Regions from separate parts of the Sus scrofa genome. Here region 1 is linked to region 2. A link is a contact called in public HiChIP or PLAC-seq data. All regions are on one chromosome and are shown on one strand. The core of a region is the stretch at or near the end of the contact, and the rest is flanking DNA. Distances in the headings are between cores, read along the strand shown.

Region 1 (6,365 bases), core at 544-3,043, 150 kb before region 2:
CTGTTCCACATGCACTTGAAAAAAAATGTATATCGTGCTTTCATTGGATAGAGTGTTCTGTAAATACCAATTAAATCCATTTGGTTAATGGCATTATTCAATTCTTCTGGCAATTCTTGCTAATTTTCTGCCTGTTGGTTCTACCTATTACTGACAGAGGAGCATTAAACTCTCCAGCTGTAATTGTGAATTTAGCTGTCTTTGCTTAACATATTTTGAATTTCTGCTATTAGGCACAAGCAGTTTTAGGATTCTTCTGTTTTCTTTCTTTTTTTTTTTTTTTTGTTGTTGTTGTTGTTGTTATTGTTATTGTTGCTATTTCTTGGGCCGCTCCCTTGGCATATGGAGGTTCCCAGGCTAGGGGTTGAATCGGAGCTGTAGCCACCGGCCTACGCCAGAGCCACAGCAACGCGGGATCCAAGCCGCGTCTGCAACCTACACCACAGCTCACGGCAACGCCGGATCGTTAACCCACTGAGCAAGGGCAGGGACCGAACCCGCAACCTCATGGTTCCTAGTCGGATTCATTAACCACTGCGCCACGACAGGAACTCCCTTCTGTTTTCTTAGTTAACTGACCCGTTTTATCATTATATACTATCCCTCTTTATCCCTGATTTTTTTTTTTTTTCCGCTCTGAGGTCTGTTTTGCTGTTATCACTCCTTAATTCTTTTGATTAGTCTTTACATGCTATATGTCTTTCTATCCTTTTACTTCCTTTTTTTTAATCCTTTTACTTTTAACTTATTACCTGTGTCATATATCTTATAGAAAGCATATAATTGGGTCATTTTTAAAATCCATTCTGGCAGTCTCTGTCTTTGATATGTTTAGAGCTTTTATACTTACTATAACCATTAATTTGCTGGGATTAAAGTATACCATTTTATTATTTGTTTTCTGTTTGTTTCCCCTGGTTTTTTGTTTATTTGTTTGGGTTTCTTTTTGTTTTTTTATGGCCACACCTGCAGCATAGGGAAGTTCCCAGACCAGGGATTGAATCCAGGCGGCAGCTGGGGCCTATGCAGCAGCTGTGGCAATGCCAGATTCCTTAACCCCCTGCACCCCCTGGGGATCAAACCCACACCTCCACAGAGACCCTAGCTGCTGCAGTCAAATTCTTAACCCACTGTGCCATAGCAGGAACTCCTGTTCCCTGTTTTTCATTCCTTTTGTTTCCTTTTCTTATCTTTCTATGATCTATTTGAACATTTTTAGTGTTCCCATTTTGTTTCTTCATTCTATATTTTTTCTTCGTACAGTTTATTTAGTGGGTGCTACAAAGTATATACTTACTTTCTTATCATCTACTTAGAGTTAATATTTTACAACTTCAATTGGACTTTAGAAACTTTACTGCCCCTTTATAGAGTTGTCCTATATATTCATCTGCATACATTGAAAACCATGTCAGGCAGTGTTGAAATGTTTGCTTTCAATTGTCAAACGTACTTTAAAGAACTCAGGAAGAGAGTAAGAAGACTTTCTACCATATTTAACCAGATACTTACCATTTCTGTTTTTCTCCCCTCATTCCCAATTTTCCAGGTTTCCCTCTGGTACAATTGCACTTCTGTCTGAAAAGCTTCTTTTAGCAGTTCTTTCAGAACAGACCTACTAGCTATTTGATTTAATGACAGAAATTTTTTTGAAATTTGAATTTCCTGGAGCCTAGGATATGAGAAAATAGAGAAAAGGGGAGAAATAGGGGATTTCCATACTCCCTCTGAGCAGCAATAGTTCCCCTTCTGGCCCTGGAGCCAGAGCTAGAGGCTTCCGCAAGCTCTATCTTCACCCCAATGCTCATTTCCACTTCCAGCTTTCTGCTGCACTTTCTCAAGGGCCGGGGGTGTTGTGGACTGCTCACTCCCCCAGCTCTTCCCAGAGCTGCTGGAAGATTTTCAGTCTTCCAGTAGTTGTCCATGCATCCTGCCCAGGTTTTATAGCTGTGGCCAGTGGCAGGGAAAGAGCAATGCTAGCCAATTCCATCTGCCCTGCAGCCCACCTGACTCCACACGGGAGAGGACCTCGCCTCCCTGCCTGGGAAGACCAGGACTGACTGGGCCAGTCCCGTCCTGTGGGCCACTTAGGTATGCCCGTTTCTGACTTTTACAGCCAGTGTAGAAATGAGCGGGATTGCTCATCCTCAGGCGTGTGCTTGGGCATCTCTCATACTGGGAGGAATTTCTAGAGGGCTGAGTTCCCAGACATGCAGTTGCTAAGTGACAGCACTTTCCAAAAAGGTTCTCCTGAACGTCAGCATATTTGCCATCTTACTTTCTAAGCTGTGAGGCAAGGCAGTAGCCTCACTCACTGCGTTACCCTCCTGCCTAAGGACCTTGGTCTAAATTGTTTACTAAGCCCAGAACATGGCTCTAGGGTGTCCCAGGGCTGAGAAGTAAATCCCAGGGAGCAACTTATAAACAGCCGTGTGGGAGAGCACCAGGAGTTCAGGGGGGTCCCAGCTACAATGTGTCCTCGCATGTGGCACCGCCCAAGGATGACCCCTGTTCTTCCATACAGGAGGCAGCACAAGGCAGGTGTGGACATCCCAGGCATGTTAGAACACACCTTCCTAAGTCTTGACTGCAGAGCCAGCAGCCTCCAGAGTCAACAATGGCCTCCAGAGCCCGGAAATCTGGTTGTACTGGTATACCTAGGTAGCCGATCCCCTGGCAAACAATTCCTCCATGCCCACCCTGGGGAAGGCACTGGCTTGGGGCTGCCAGTCACACCCTAGCTAAGAAGGCCAGCCCCTTCTTAGTTGCTGCCCACAGGGCTTGGATTAGCCTTAGCCACTGCATGGCTTCTGTCTCCACTTCCTGAGCCCTCTTTCCCATCTTTCAGCTATAGAGGGCTGTGTAGTACCAATTCCCCAAGCAGAGATAGCCCCGAGAGAAGGGGATCTAAGGGCAGACAGCTGGAGTAGGGGAGCACAGAGGACCCACAGCGTAAGGACAGGTGGGAGGGTCAGTTGGTGTCAGCTCAGAGCCCAGGGGTGAGGGGCCGTGTCTGCATGGGCTCGCTGAATGCCTGCTGCCCCAGGCACTGTTCCCATGCCCAACCCAGCAGTGAGCAGCCTGACATGCCCCCTTCCCCAGAGCATGGACAGAGATGGACAGACAGGCAGACAGGGCTGGTAGGGAGGTAAAGGAGGAGGCAGCTGCTGTGCACGGTGGGGCAGACAGATTCCTGCTGAGGCGAGCACAGTGAGAGGCCACTGTGGTCAGAGTACAGTGAGCAATGGGAGATGATGGAGCCATACCCCCAGGGCCTTCTGTCTTGTTTTGTGTCTTTCTTGGGGTCGTCATCCACTTGGCACCTCAGTTCTCCATTTCCCTCAGAGGCAAAGAGCTTTCATGTGTGCATGTGGTACTTTCTACACACTTGAGTTAAAGATTGGACAGGTTTTCCTGCTTCTCTGCAGAAATTGGAAACTCAGACCCTCTGAGGAACAGCCCAGGTGGCCCCGGGCCTCTGAGTTTGTAGCCCTCTGTTTCTCTCACTGGTGTGGATGTGTTGTCATGTAGAAGAGCACATGGTGGTCAGTCCAGGCTGCAGCCCCAGCACCTCTGCCAGCCACTCTGTGCCCTCGGCACATGGTCCCCCCTCAGTGCCTCAGTGTCCTCATCTCTAAAATGGACTTGAGGAGAGGTGCTCCAGCAGCCTGCCTCCTTCAGGACAGTCTCCAAGTTTGCCCATCATCCCGCTGTGATTTTTCAGTTGCATTCTCAGATGCCTTCTGGTTTTCACATGAGTTACTCCAGTTGCCAAAGTCAAGAGCCCCACCCTGTTGAGGAGAAACTATTCAGTAGTATGAGAGCTGTAACTATATTTGCTTAAGTGTATTGGATTTTTTTGTTGTTGTTTTGTTGCTTCCATGCCAGCGGCATGGGAAAGTCCCCCAAGCCAGAGAGCTGACCTGCATCACAGCAGTAACCAGAGCCACAGCAGTGATGCCAGAGCCTTAACCTGCTGAGCCACCAGGGAACTCCAGTGTATTGTTATTTTGGATCAATGGTTATCAGACTTTGGGGCATGTCTGGGAGCAGGGCCCAGGAAGCTCCATCTTCATCAAGCCCTAGAGGGTGTGGGGCCAGTAGCCTCACCAGGCCTCACGTGGAAAAACAGAGATTTCCAGAAAAGTGATTCCTGCCTGCTCCGAGAGAGCCCCACAGGGCTGAGCAGATGAGCGGACACTGGTAGAGTCTGCATCCAGGCTAGCCAAGCACATGGCCTTGAGCCACCAGGTCTGCCCCAGGCATCCTGGGTGCTCCTCAGAGGGAGTAGTGCATGAAAGAGCCCTCAGACAGGGTTCCGGGTTCTGCATCACCAGGCCCATCTGAGAGGGAGGAGCCCGGTGTGGCCTGAGGCCTAGAGGGCAGGGCCAACAAGTGTCTGCCTCCCCAGCTGAGGGCACAGTGAAAAGGACTTGAGGAGTTCCCGTTGTGGCTCAGTGGGGTTAAGAATCTGGCTCCTTGAGGATGTGGGTCTGATCCCTGGCCTCACTCTGTGGGTTAAGAATCCAGAGTTGCTGCAAGCTGCAGTTTAGGTCGTAAAATGCGACTAGGATCCGATGTTGCTGTGGCTGTGGCTCAGGCTCCAGCTGCAGCTCTAGTTCAGCCCCTAGCCCAGAAACTTCCATATGCTATAACTGCAGCCCTCAGAAAAAAGAAGGGCTCCAGAATAGGGTGGCCAGGAGGGTCACGCCACATGGTGAGGGACAGTGGCTGGTACGTGGGGCCTCCCCTCACCTCTTCCGCCCACCCCACCCCCCCAGGTCAGTGCCAACGGTAATGTCCTGCGCAGTGAGATTGTGGGCTCCATCAAGATGCGGGTCTTCCTGTCGGGTATGCCGGAACTGCGCCTGGGCCTCAATGACAAGGTCCTCTTCGACAACACAGGCCGTAAGTACCCCATCTGGGCCCTGTGGACAGAGCAAGTCTCACCCCTGGGGCTGCTGAGAGAGTGTTCCACAGGGTGACCGAGTCCCTCACAAGCATTTGATTTAGAGACATTTTCCCATTGTTTACAACTGTGAAAACTAATAAATTAATACCTGCACATAGAGGACACAGGAGAGTAAAAATCCAAAAGCCAAGTCCCCTCATCACCTGGCAGGTCAGAGGGCACTGGTGAGCATCTTAGGTGCCCAACACATGGAGGATGGTATGGCAAGTCCTCAGCCCCGCCCTCCTGGAAGGGACTGCAAGGCTCACACTCTCCTCTCAGGCTGTTTCTGCTCTCACCTCTGACGTTGGCTCTGGGCTCTTTGAAAGCCACACACAGAGCCACTGGTTTGCAGACTGGACCACCAGCCTCCTCGCCAACCACAGGCCCACTGGCGGCCAGAGCAGTGGCCCAGGTTGTCTTAGTTAAGTCTGTAGCTGCACTAGTGAGAGCCTCTCAGATGTTAACCTATCAGAGCAGCTCCCCTCCCCAGGCTGGGCCCGACCTACACAGCCTCTCTGGGCTGGGAAACCAAGACAGGGCCCAGATCTCAAGAGATGACCAGTCCAGGGCCCTCAGGGAGCCCTGAGTCATCACCACCTACCCCCAGGGGGTGTCTGTTTGTCATTCAGCAAACATATTCCAGGCAGCAACCCTGCCTGGGGACTCATTGTAAGCCAGGCCTACCGGGCCTGCCCTCATCCCACTGTTGGGACATAATGGGACCTCCAATGTGATGAGGAGAGATGGAGGGATGGCTGTCTCAGAAGCCGGTTCCCCCTTGGTATTCAGGGCCCAAGATACTCTCACTGATTTGAGGGGCAGCTCTGCTCTGTCAGGGGTGGGCCCCAGGCAGTGGGAGCATTGCTGAGAGTGGCCTGTCAGGCCCTCACTCCTACCTCCCTTCAGGCGGCAAAAGCAAGTCCGTGGAGCTGGAGGATGTGAAGTTCCACCAGTGCGTACGGCTCTCACGCTTTGAGAATGACCGCACCATCTCCTTCATCCCACCCGATGGCGAATTCGAGCTCATGTCTTACCGCCTCAACACCCACGTGAGTGCTTCCACCCCTGCTCCTCCCTGAGGGCAGCCTCTCCTGTCTGCTTGGCTGGGTGGGAACTATCCCCATCCAGGGTGAGTCTCACTGCGAGGTGATGCCCAGGATGAACACAGCTCCCCACAGGCAGCCTGGACTCCTAGGAGCCTGATTGACAAGGCAAGGTTCCGACGTTCTGAGGGGTCAGGCCCCTTTGCTCTGCTCTGTTTCCAGGCAGCCCCAGCAGAACATCTCTGGTGATGTTTTCTGCATTTTCACCAAGGCTTGGCAGCTGCTGGATGCCTTATTCTCTATGCTCTGACCCATCCTGGCACCAGCTCTGGATTCCTCCAAGCACCCCGGGCAGCAGTGCCCCAGGC
Region 2 (6,386 bases), core at 2,629-5,128:
AGGCACGCAGGGCCTTCGTCATAGCTGCCCCCTCACCCAATTCTTCGGCCTGAGCCCTGCAGTTCTCCCAGTCTCCTCCAAGCAATTTCCCAGTGCCTGGAACCTCTTTTGAGCCCCCATCCCCAGGCCCCCATATACACAAGGTCTCCAACCGGGGGTTTAACCTGCCCCATTCACCTCAAGTCCCTCTTCTCCCTCAGAGACTGGCTGGACCTCACTGCCGCTCCCAGAGCTCTCCCTAACACCCCTTCCAGCTAACTGTGCCTGCCTGGACATCCCGGTGGGAGTTGACAAGACAAGTGCCACCATGCCACAGTGATGGGTACCCCGGCCCCTCCAGCCTAACTGGGTGGCCTGAAGGGCAACTGCCTGTGACAGCTGCCTGTGGTGGGCAGGGACTTGTCTATGTGTGCACCCCACCTGGAGCACCAGCACAGTGCTAGGCCTTGGACCAGCTACACCCCAAAGGGAAAAGATCGCTTCCTACAGGGGTGGGGGACCACTTTCACTAAAACAGAAAATAACCAGGAAAAAGTAGAGCAAGGTGATTCATCAGACATAAAAGGAGTTGGTGGACACAGGAGTAAAAACACTAACGCATTCCTTAAAAAGCAAAGGAAGGGAGACGCAAAGCAGGGATGGAGGAAGGGAACTCAGGGAAGGGCACCTGCAATTCTCTCCCCAGTGAAGAGGGCTGAGGGACAGAAAACAAAGCAGAAACACAAGGCACTGGGACTATCTTAGGTAATCTGCTTTCAATACATCTCTGGAGAAGTGGAGAGAAGGGCTGACGCCAGTCACGGAACAGGGCTCCCCGCTTCTCCTGGGTCCAGTTACAGGGATGGGATGGGATGGGATGTGGCCACCGTGCCCCAGCACCTAGTCCCAGATACTAGTCTCAGGTGGGAGAGAGGCGGACAGCCCATGGCGGGGGGGGTGGCGGCGGTGGCTGCTGCACACTCAACCAAGCCCACTGGGTGCCTGGGTTGCTCCATCCTACCCCACCCTCCAGGGCCTCCAGAGTAGGAGATGCTGACTCCATGCAGGTCTTCTCACTATATCTTTCCAACGGCCTTGGGACAGAGTCCTACTGTCCCCACCTCCATTTTATGCATGGGGAAACTGAGGCACAGGGAGGAGATGTGGCCTGCTAGTCACACAGCACCTCAGTGGGGGAGTCGGGGTGGGAATCCACGTCATTCGCCTCCTGGGCCAGGAGTCCCAGGCCCTGCACTCGGCTGCTGGCAGCCCAGCCCCCACGGGAGGTCTGGGCACTGTCCTCAGGCCCATGGGGGAGACACTGTACAGATGCAGGCAAGGGACAGAGCAGCAAAGAAGGCCTGGGGAATAAGGGGTCACATAGGGAAGACCCATTTGCCTACCAAGACCACCTTAGCCTGGGCAAGAAGGGCTGCCAGGGCTGTGGCACAGCAAAGAAGGTAGTACTCCCCTGCATGATGGCTACTCCCCTCTCCCAGGCTTTGAGACATTTGTCCTTTTCGGCACTAAAGTCAGGGAGGCTCTGCAAGACCTGTGGCTTGAGTTTCTAGAACGTGTTCTGCAGAGCATGGGGGTCAGGGTAGGATCTGGAGGCCCTGCTACCAGCTCCATGCTTCCATTTCCTTGTCCGTGAAATGACAATAATGACAGGCTCACGGGGCTACGGCAGGACAGAAAAAGGTAATGTGTAAATCGCTCCACCCAGCATTTCAGAGGACATCAGCATAAAGGCAGCATGGTATCATCAAGCCAAGGGTGTGGACCTGACTAGAACATCTCTTGGATGTCCATGCATCTGCATGCCCCCCATCGCCCAGCAACGCTTTCCTTCTACCACTTCCTGTCATCCAGACAGGGCCAGCAGGAGAACCAAGGTGCAGTGACGACCTGTAGTTTAGTTCGGCTCTAAAACGCGTGAGTGCAGTTTGGGAAAGAGGACAGACTGAGGGCTAAGGAGACAGAAGGGAGGGGGAACACTAGTATCTCTGCTTCTGTCATGCACAGGGCACGCCCTGGGTCCAAGGCTTTCTCCACTCTCACCACAACCTGAGACAGGCAGGCAGGAATCAAAGCCAATTTTCTTGGTGGAGAGGTGGCGTGACCAGCCCCGGAAGGCCCCGCATAGACCCCAGTTCTTGTCCTGGATGCTGGGAATGCATGCCCTCTGGGGAAGGGGTACAGAGGGACACCTGGACTCCCCCTGAGTTTCGAGGTGCACGAGGCCTCATCCTCCCAGCTCATACACTGCACTCTGGAGCGTGAGCCGCAGTGATCTTCCTGGCTGGTTGGGGACACCGCAGGCCAAGCCAATTCTCCACCCCCTCTTCTGTCTGAACCCACTGCACCGGTGGGCCCACTCCAAGGTAAAAGGGTTTCAACCGTAAACGCCTGGTTCGCCCACAGCAGGGAATTATATCACTTCTAATACTGAAAAGCCTGCGTCATTTCCGAATCCCAACTTTCATGACTTTGAGTTTCCCAAGAAGCCTCCTTTGGGACCTGACTGGTTCCTACTCAGACAGTGGCTTCAGGGAAAGTCGCTATTTTTAGAAGGGTTTCAGTAAAGCCGGTAGGGGCTCTCTGGCCGAATAGAGTGAAGTGTGCTCACAAGAAAAAAAAAAAAAAAAAAAAAAAAGGGACAGAAAGCTACTATATGAAAAGCAGCTCTATAAAAGGTTCACAGTTTAAATAATTGGTTTAAAGCAAATGACTCTCAACCAAAAAAAAAATTGTCCTAAAGAGGAATGCACGCTTTTGAAAAACAACTGAAAATGGGCTGACAAATGGTCAAGTATTTCATAGGTGACCTTTTTTTTTTTAAGGGTGGGAGGAGTAAAATAATAAGTTAGAGTCTTATTTTTATTCTCAGATATCTATTTTGGGGAATGTGTTCTTAAAGGAAGGTAATGTAGGCTTGATACTGTCTAGAAAAATCTCCTCAGGTATGGGGGGACCTCAACTAAAAATGCAAGCCCAGAGAACCTCGAAGGAATCTCCTGGAGTCAGATTGCTGCCTGGCACTTTCCTTTAGCACTGCCAGGCAGCAGGAGGACACTCCATCTGAGGGGGAAGTTAAGAAAGAGCACCAGCGTGCATCACCAGCATGCACTGCCTCCCCAGCACACTCGGGTGGGAAAAAGATAGCCATGTTAAACACACACACACACACACACACACACACACACACACACAAAACCAAGCCAAAAAAACAAAAAAGAAACACCTTCTTGCCACTTTACTTTCATTTCCTTCAGCATTTTATTTATACACACGATGTTGTTCTTGAAAAACAGAAAGGGAACCAAAAGGGAAAAACAGAGACCTGGGGGTTAGGGCCCTGTATTCGTCTGGGCAAGTGGCATGAGAGCAGGAGCTGACGGGATCGTGGAAACAAAACAATGGAGTACCGGAGACAAACTTTCCACAGCCCTGTCCAGCTCTGTCCCACCCAGCGCCACCAACAGGAAGGTGCACTGGCTCTGAAGTCACAAGTGCACATTTGTGCAGCCTGCCGGGGGACAAGAGACCAAGGAGAGGGAAAATGGAATGAGAAGAGGGAAAATGCCACTTTAGGTCAGAAGGGGCAGAAAGAGGGAAGATCCAGGCTCTGGCGAGTCTGCAGCTACAGCAAACGCAGGCACTGCCTGGGGGAGGGAGGGGCAGCCGTTGCTGCCATCTGGGGCCCCACCACTCTGGTGGCCCCATCGCAGCCCCATGAGCCCGAATAGCCTCAACTCAGGTCCTTCTTGAAACAGGGGGCCTGGTTCATGCCCTCTGCTAGCTCTCCCTCACTCCCTCGGCCTCCGCGGTCAGCCTTGTGCAGGGAGCTGGCTCGAGAATACAACCGTGAGTGCCTTCCCTGGAAGCTGCTGCCACCGTGTGGCTGACAGATTCTGCAAACAAGGACAGAAGCCGAGGACACACAGCTCCATGCAGTGACGGGTAAATGAGGCAAATCTCAGGCCCTGGGTGCCTTTTGGCTGATCCCACATAGCATCCCAACCATCAGTGTCACAGTTTCCAAGTCAGGGCTGTAGACTCGTTCCCTCCGGGCACCAGAAGGAGAGAGGCCACAATCCCAGCACCTCTGGCTCCCTCCTGAGGCAGCCGATGGGCAAACAGATGCTCTGCCTCCCACCTGAAGCTAGATTTGCTACCGCCAGTTTATGTTCACATGCTTCTTTGAAAAGCTAAACAGAATCTCAGATGCTTCTTGGAAGCCACACACCACGATCGCACATTACTAACCACAAAGCTCAGTGCCCAGAGAGCTGTGCACCCCTCAGGCTGAGTGAACATGGAGGAAGCAGGCAGGGCACCTCCAGGAGCTGGCATGCGCGGGTCCAAGAGGCACAGGAGTCCCCACGGTGGGCGCCCACTGCCACCCACTCCAGGGGCTCCCTCCCCCGCCCCCTCGCCACCACTGGCTTGTGAGCCTTCCCCAGGTAGGGCGCAAGATCAGAGAACTGTATCTGCAGGGGGTCGTCCCAGTGCCCAAGCCCGGAGCAGGCAGGAAAGGCTGGTGGGTTCAACGATCGATCGCAAGGCTTTATGACTCCGGGGCCAAAGGCTGCATTGCCTGAGCTCTTTAACTGTGAGGGATCCCACCCTCACCTGCAAGGAGAGGAGCAAACGCAGGTGCCAGCAACAGGGACTGGGACTCAGGCCAAGATGTGCACACCTAATGCCGCTTCCCTAATCCTTGTCAAAGAAACCAGACCCACAGTCAAAAATCAAGGGACATCAAAGGTTAGAACGAAGAACAGCAGGCCCTCGACCCTTTCTCACTCGCCAAGGCCAACATCTTCAACTTAGCAGTTTCCTATGGAATTAACCTCATAGGCTTCCACTCTTATTTCTTAATCTGTTCCTTTTGGACATTATCTATCGACTGACTTCCTGCTAAATTAAAGATCTAACTCTCTAACCACACACCCAAGCCCCTGCCAAATGAGCTCAACCACCACCTGTGGGGTTATATTCAGTCAGCTTATGTAACTCTGGCCGGGCAGACACCGTCCTGTCCAGCCAAGGGTGACTATGGTCCTTCCTGCACAGCTGACTTTTCACTTGCGCATTTATTCACCAAGCCTAGTCCTCACTTTCCACATCCTTCTCAGGTTCTGCCCACTGGCAGACCCAGACACATCTCCTGCCTTCTGGCCCATGGCCCACGGTTCCATCCTTAGCGGGCTGCACATCAGGGCTGGCCCTCTGGCTCAACACCTTCCCAAGTTTGTTCAGCCACAGAGACTTTATTCACTGAGGTCTGATGGCCGTCAGAAACAACAGGGAGCAGGGGGAGCCTGCGGCACTCATGCCTCAGGGAGGGACTCAGGGTTCTGGCAGTTCTGCCTAAGGACGGGAAATAGGTCCAGTTACAGTCACGGGCGCTTTCCAGACCCTGTCTGCTGAATCATGACCTCACATGAGAATGCATTTCAGAGTGTGACAGGTGCCAAGGAAATACATATGTGGCATTAAACAATTATGCCTGGCAGCCCACAACAAGACCACGACAAGAGGCACAAGGATAATGGGAGAGCACAGGGGCTCCATGGGAGGGGCTTTACCTTGGACATCTGGCTGAAGTCGGCAAAGCCCTCAGCACTATTGAAGGACCCACTTCCGAAGGGGTCTAAGGTTCCAAAGGGACCTGCAAGCAGCACCAGCAGAGGCAGAGTTACAGGGTGTCCACAGAACACACCTCCTGGAGTAAAGGGGAAATGTCACCTCTTTGTTCTCAATGGCCCCTAAAGCCGGAGACCCATGGAGGTCACATTTGTTGGCCAAGGTCGTGAATCTGGGTGCAGACCCCTCAAAAAGGCCTCCCCCATCTCCTGTCTATTCTGGGTCCTGACCTGGATCCTGGCCATGACAGCCAGCTCAGGGAGAGCAGAGGGACTCTGCCTTGTGTCTGTGCCACAAGCCAGCAATGTTCAGAGTCACCAAAGGGGTGACAAATGCCCTGGGGAAACAGAGCCTCTGTCCTGCCGGATTGGGAGGGGAGAGTGAGAGGAAGGGGACCCGCCAACTGCACAATTTACGTGGGGAGGTCATCTGTGGGGAAAGACTTTTGCTGCGCTTTCTCTTTTGCGGGGCGAGGGAAGGAGGCGATTTGCCTGGAGTAACCCACAAGCCCACCTATGAAATCAAGCTCTGTTAACTAACAAGCGCAAGATGCTAAGCAAGGCCGCAGTACCCAGTGGGGCCTGTTCCCAAAAAGCAAGGGGCAGTCTGCAAACACCCCTTTCCTTAAAGGCTCAAGAGCTTTATACTGTGAGAGAAGGTTTTCTCAAACACAGCGCCTAGAGCACAAGCCTCAGCAGAACTTTGGCTTCCTTTAGGAAACAATCCAAAGGAATGAACCAAAGATTCACAAGGAG

What was found. HiChIP or PLAC-seq counts read pairs in DNA pulled down with a chosen protein or histone mark.
Region 1: a contact with region 2 is called in an H3K27ac HiChIP or PLAC-seq map of skeletal muscle. The contact joins two enhancer-like sites. A contact is called at or near these places in 2 of 5 promoter capture datasets (fetal skeletal muscle and liver), 31 of 47 Hi-C or Micro-C datasets (adipose tissue, alveolar macrophages, blood and 14 more) and 2 of 2 datasets of contacts at active chromatin or transcription factors (alveolar macrophages and skeletal muscle).

Annotation. Positions count from the first base shown.
Region 1 is chr2:61,365,264-61,371,628 of Sscrofa11.1, reverse strand. It overlaps AP1M1 (adaptor related protein complex 1 mu 1 subunit), which reads left to right. Exons shown (of 12, transcript NM_001243917.1): 6 at 4,782-4,908; 7 at 5,861-6,003. Among named protein-coding and RNA genes, the nearest start is that of AP1M1, 18 kb to the left of the region's middle. Within about 2 kb of position 1,793, at least 11 of the 83 cell types and tissues checked have an H3K27ac peak or open chromatin away from gene starts, as enhancers often do. A contact at or near this core is called in omental adipose tissue and skeletal muscle, where this site is marked.
Region 2 is chr2:61,215,258-61,221,643 of Sscrofa11.1, reverse strand. It overlaps EPS15L1 (epidermal growth factor receptor substrate 15-like 1), which reads right to left. Exons shown (of 23, transcript XR_002341604.1): 21 at 5,574-5,656. Among named protein-coding and RNA genes, the nearest start is that of KLF2, 55 kb to the left of the region's middle. Within about 2 kb of position 3,878, at least 34 of the 83 cell types and tissues checked have an H3K27ac peak or open chromatin away from gene starts, as enhancers often do. A contact at or near this core is called in omental adipose tissue and skeletal muscle, where this site is marked.